Regions from separate parts of the Anas platyrhynchos genome. Here region 2 is linked to region 1. The links are chromatin contacts, called in public Hi-C maps. All regions are on one chromosome and are shown on one strand. Each heading gives the region's core, a stretch centred on a gene start, on an enhancer-like site or on the middle of the called end of the contact. The rest is flanking DNA. Distances are from core to core; before and after follow the strand shown.

Evidence for each region. A called contact is a pair of places that touch in the nucleus more often than the background predicts.
Region 2: a Hi-C map of subcutaneous adipose tissue shows a contact between it and region 1, with 4 times the contacts expected there. The contact joins two enhancer-like sites. A contact is called at or near these places in 5 of 8 Hi-C or Micro-C datasets (F1 follicle, liver, skeletal muscle and 1 more).

What each region holds. Positions count from the first base shown.
Region 1 is chr11:21,788,710-21,791,655 of IASCAAS_PekinDuck_T2T, forward strand. ASB7 (ankyrin repeat and SOCS box containing 7) reads left to right here. Exons shown (of 6, transcript XM_027465765.3): 4 at 1-80. Among named protein-coding and RNA genes, the nearest start is that of ASB7, 11 kb to the left of the region's middle. Within about 2 kb of position 1,527, at least 1 of the 8 cell types and tissues checked has an H3K27ac peak or open chromatin away from gene starts, as enhancers often do.
Region 2 is chr11:21,904,797-21,907,742 of IASCAAS_PekinDuck_T2T, forward strand. The region is part of intron 9 of ALDH1A3 (aldehyde dehydrogenase 1 family member A3); the gene reads left to right. Among named protein-coding and RNA genes, the nearest start is that of LRRK1, 13 kb to the right of the region's middle. Within about 2 kb of position 1,490, at least 1 of the 8 cell types and tissues checked has an H3K27ac peak or open chromatin away from gene starts, as enhancers often do.

The DNA.
Region 1 (2,946 bases), core at 277-2,776:
TGCCAATGGCTGGACCTTGCTTCATTTCTCTGCAGCAAGAGGGAAAGAGAGATGCGTCCGTGTTTTTCTTGAACATGGAGGTGAGTTGCCTAGAGAGAGAAATCTTGATTCCCATCTCACAGCTTTCTATCCCAATTCCCATTGTATGGCTTTCCAGCACCAATTAGTTGCCAGACTACTTTTGATTTTTTTTCCTCTTTCATTGGAGTGCTGCTTCATTTCTGTTTCTATCTGGTGCATGCTCTGTGAATGAGGTAATAGATTAGCTTTAGATCTTAATACCTGACAGGTTTTTTTCAGAATCGCCCAGGAATTGTTAAAAGAATGAATAAGCATTATAAAAATAGGGCAAAGAGCTCATTATAAACTTAAATGCACTCACTATAGGCCTTTCTACTGTTAGAGGCTGTTATTAAGGAAGGCAGGTCCTTGAGTTGAAATTGTAGGGAAGATTGTTTCATAATTCTCAAAATTTAACAAGTCACGTTAAAGACTTACATTTCTGTGTAGGTTTTAACACAGTCTGCTGAACTTTATGATAACATTACTCTCCGCAGGGGTTTGAGTGTCAGCTAGTCCAGCTGAGTTTACGTCTCTCCTGCATCTAATGATAGCCAAGCTTTATTTCAAGAACTAATTAAGTTTTATTTAAGTGATATAATTGCTTGGGTGATGTGTATTCCCCATTGAATGGTACAGTCAGAATTTCTTTCTGCTGTATCTTTTTCCAAGGCTACCTGAAGGCTTAGAAATTGATAGTCTTAAACTTCTAATGTGACACTAGTGAGGAAAACCAAAAATGGGACGTTCTCCACCTTCTGAATAGTGTTCTTAAAGAACAGCATCCTCTGCTCTAGCACCGTTGTTATCAACTTAATCATGAACTAAGATGTTTTTAGTCCCATGGAAACTGAAATGAATCATCTTTTTGATGCTTTACTTATCTGAGGCTTGGTCATGGTCCCCTTGTTTCTATTGCAGTATTTGTCAGAAGTATAGATAAATCACCCTTAAAACTGAGTGGCATTAATGGGCTTGTGATATTTGCCCAATTAATGGTACGTTATTTCAGAGCAGGAGTGAAATACAGCCTGAACAACTGGACCCCGTTTATACATAACTACTGCAAATTCTAAGTATACAATACTGTCAAACCCTCAATGTTGTTACTGGAAGGGGGGGGGGGAAGCAACTGAATTGTACAAATAAATAACTTAAAAATTCTACTTTTAAAATGTAATACTGTAGATAATTTCAAATCTTCATTTTTATAGGCTGTGGGTCTCAAAATGTATGCTATAACTTTGTGAGCTTGAAGATGAGCTGGAAAAACAAAAGCATAAACCCTATTTATCTTCATTGTATAGGTTTTGCTATTAAATAGCTGCTGGCATGGTGTTTTGTTTTGGTTTTCTATCTTTTGTTGTTTCTGTTTTCTATATGAAGTACAAGCAGAATATAATGCCCAATGAAAACTGTCTGTAATGAGACAGATTCCTTGTGCTGGAAGCAGCACGGAGTTTAATCACCAGGACTAGAAAGTTGAGTAACAAATAGTGTGAGGGTTAGTCATCTACAGCAGCTTTTCTGTAGCTGAGCCTCCCTTCAGAAAATTGGCACTGTTTTGTGCCTTACCTTGTTTTGCCTCAAAACAGAGGCATAAAAGATAATGAGTGTTTAAAACATAATAATGTCACAAGTGAGCTAATAAGCAGTGAATGAGCTGACTGTTAAAAGCAAACTTAATCATGCTTGCCTCGTTAGTGAGAGGTTTGTGTCTACCTTTCTTAAGTCTCCACCTTCCTCCCTCTCGAGAAGTAGATTAGTTTGACATTGGGTGTTAATCCCTTTGGACCCAAGTGATATTGGGGTGAAAAAAGTCATTTTCTGGTATGAAATTTACAGTAAGCAGAATATAGAACTGACTAGAGATGTGTATTGGTAGTAAAGGGGAGGGTGTGGATGAAGTTTTGGATAAAAGAGGGTACCAGAGGGTTAGTGGAAGCAAGGGGGAGACCGGTGATAGATGTGATGCCAAAGCCTAGCAGAGCTGGAAATATGTTCATAGGACAGGAACGAGAAAACCATGCTGGGCTGTTGCTGAGGGTAGCGTGCCATGCCTCAGATCTTTGACGCTGGAAGAGCACTGACATAGGCTTGAGTGGTAGTGAGTTTGAGATGGATTTTGGCTAATAAACACTGAGAAGGAATCTGATCGCTGACCTGGAAATAAGAGGTAGCTTCTTATGGGAGTCATGACCTAGCTGCCTCCTGCTTTTTCTCTCTTCTTCCAGCATTGCTCGCCAGCAAAGAAAAGAGCCAGGGGACAGCATTGTGTATGCAGCTTGGCTGATTGGAGCGGAGGTGGTGGAACAGGAGGAAGCATTTATTTTCTGCTAAACAAGGAGGAGAGACAGATAGATGGGTAGAACGCCTAAAGTAGCAGTTCAAATTGAAGGGTAAAGCCAGCAGAAATAGCAGCTAGGTACAGAGGTTATAGGTCAGATAACAAGTATTCTTATGAAATGTGGAAACTGAAGGGTGGAGAAGCTTAGTTTTCATAAGTGAAAAATAGTGATTTTACTTAAAGTATTTGTCACATTTTAATAAAGGGAAGTTTCTGTGAAGCTAGCTCTTGCTATCCACAGGAACAATCCAAAGTCACAAAGCTCAGTAGGAGAACAAAACAAAAACTGGGGATGTAGTTTTCAGTGATCTTAGATTTTTTGCATAGCATAGCAAGCTTTTTTTTTTTCCCTTTAAATGTATTCTTTGCTTTTAAAATAAGGCATTGTCTGTTTCAATGTAACACTGCACAAAACCATTTTGTTTAATTCCCATCACAGTTAGCACAGTTAGTTACCACCAGCTAAGGTCCTGAAAGCATGTAGTTGCTATCTGTCTCTTGGTGATAACTCTCAACGTTAATTGAGCAGGACAGCTTAT
Region 2 (2,946 bases), core at 240-2,739, 120 kb after region 1:
GTTTTAAAGGGTGAAACCCCCTGCGCTGGGCAGAACATGTAGGACTGGGCTGCTGCTTTCAGCTCATCCTTGCCCTCAGTACTTGACAGGCTGGCAGAGCACCACGCTCTGGTATTGCTGCTGTGATTTAAGGGAGATTGCAGACAGCTATAATTAAGGGTAACAGTAAGTACAAATAGTCTGGCCAGGTTGCAAATACAGCTTGTACGTCCTCTTTCCCTGTCCTAGCTTACCTGTTATGCCTGTGGGTAGGAGAGAGAGCACCCAATACGCACATACCTGAAGTTCTCTGCATGCAGCTGTCAAGCCCAGGATGGAAAAGTGTTGAGAAAGTAGAAGGAAACTGCTAAACCCTAGGCTTTCATGTGGCTCCCAGTGCAAACCACTTCCTCTGCACCTATTTTTGCTTTCTCTCTGGAGCCTATTGTAAGATGCAACACGCAGAAATTCAGGTAGAAGAGAGACATGATGTAGTGTCAGAAGGGCTTAAAATACCTCCAAAGTAGCAAAGATTCACACCTGCCCACCAACTACCATTGAACTGTAGTTTCCAGACCAGATTTCTCCTCTATTCCTGAAGTAACCTGCTGTGCTGTGAGGAGGGTTTTTTTCTGAAGTGATGGAGAAGGGAAGAGTCACTAGGAGAAAAAAATCTCTTCCTCTTGCCCTTCATCTCTCCACTTTGGCCCTCGGTTGCCTCAGATCCAGGTCATTGCTTTTACTCTCCTTCTGTGGGTCAGAGGATGAACAAAACCTGTACAGAGGCTGCTGTACAGCCCCCATTCCGGGACGATTGCCGGCTTAGATGCCAGCAATGTGAAGAAGTTGGAGCCAGCCCTTAGGCTCTGGGGTTTGTAGCCCGTCATCTTTTTGCTCCTTCACCAGCTCTGTGTGCTTTTAGCCAGACAACAGGACCAGGAATTTAAACAGAGCTCGGAAAACGTGAAACAGGAGATCTCTGCAGCCCAAGCTCTGAGCTGGTGCTGTGTGAAACCAAGCTGAGCACAGCGCTCTGGGTAGCTGCAGGGGACCTCCTGGAGTGGGACAGACAGTACTGCTCTGTGAGAACTTGATGTAAGCTAGTCCTGGAAAATAGGGCCTGTCTGCAGCTGTTCCTTCCTATAGTGTACCGCGTTTATAAGCTAGATTGGGGAACTGGCTGATTCAGGTCTGAACCAGCCTTTTTGGAGGTGAGGAAGAAACGTTTTAGTCAGATCAGTTCCCTGCGATGTGTTACCGTGCACTGGCATGGATGCTTGTGGTGTGGGTATAGGGAAAATACTGTGTCAGCTGCAATATTGGGTTATGCTGATATAAACTGCACTTCTCAGATCAAAATTAAGTCAAATTTAAACAGTATTAAGTTTAAATAGAAGAAGTGAGGCATGCTTCTGATGTGACTTCTCCAAAGCTCACATGTGTCTGACTGTGTTGGCTGGCTGGAATTCAAAGGACACCACAAGAGACCTGAGGGGTAATCAGGGCTGTTTGAGTAAAGTGCCAACCTCAAATAACAGACCAAGGGCATTTTTCAACTTTGGATTCCTGTGAGCTGTATCATAGGAAAGAATAAAGTAAATCTGCACAGATGGCTGGCTGGTTAACCAGAGCATTTACAAAGCTGTGAACAGCAGACTGCGTTAGGTAAGACTAAGGTCCTGGTGGACAAAACAGGGATTAAATCAGAACAAGACTAGGCTGGTTTTCTTGCTGTAAAGCCCCAAGTACTGGGGTTTCTGGACTATAAAGGATGGTTTACAGGAAGAAAATAAGCTCTAAAGCTGCTGTGTGGTACTTGCCAGCCAGAAGTTATTCAGCCCAAACCCCACTGCTTGAATTTTGAGACGGTGAATATTTTCCTTAGACCGTAGTTGTTTGTGGATGTTAGGATTAAAGTTTGAAAGTAGAATATGTGAGTAGAAAGAGCGTGTGTCAGTCTGTTGGACACAGTTGTGGGATTATTCTGTAGGATTACAAATGCTAGGTTTGGAAAAGGAAAAACTGCTTCTGGCAATCTTGACTTAAATGAAGCAAGACGTGAAGATTTGGGGGTTCTCAGCATTACAGCAATCTTTAAAAGCCTTCCTCTTTTTTGAATTAGATGGACAAAAAATAGAATTTGCTCTACTAGTGTGTTTTTAATAGAAGGCAATAGTCAAACCATAAATAATAGTGGAGTAGGGAACAGGATTTAAACAAGCCTTGCAAGCTCTGGTTACAATGACAAACAGTTCCACCCTTGCATGTCATTTTTACAAATGTTTTCTTTCCCTAGTGTCTTTTCATCTAACTGTAGTTTGCCTTGCAACAAGTTACAGCTGTATAAATATCCTTGTTTTGTTTTCTGTGTTGTGAAGTGGATGAACTGGATTGGTCTGGATCACAGACATGCCAGGATGGAAAGCAGTTGCAGATATTTTCAAATTATTTACATTTGGCAGCTAAGCAACCAGGCAAAGAGACAATATGCGTGACACCTGCCAAGCTTACTTATGTGACACCCTGTATCCTACACGAGGGCACGCATTTCTTTGTGCAGTAGCATGTATAAAGTGTTTTCTTGGGTAGCATCATAACACATGAGAGAACACGAGCACTTAGTACAAGCTGTCCACAGCGCATGTGATATGCACATCTGTGTGGCAGGAGATGTGCTGTTCTGGTTTTGCTGTGTACCAGAAGTACCCTAAGGACACCCTCCTGAAGCTTTGATATTTGTCTGCAAGCATGAAAACTTGGATTGTGTGTGGCCAGGATTAACAAGGGACAGGATATAGTCTGTAATCTGGGGGAGTCGAGCGTGGAACGCTCCGTGTAAACAGTCCCAACTGGCAACTGGCCCTGCCAAAATGAAAGCAGATGTCTAGGGAGGGGTACTGAACCAGCACAAGCATTTGGTGATAGCTGGCATTCAGAATCACCTCCCAGGCAACCAGGAGCCAGCGG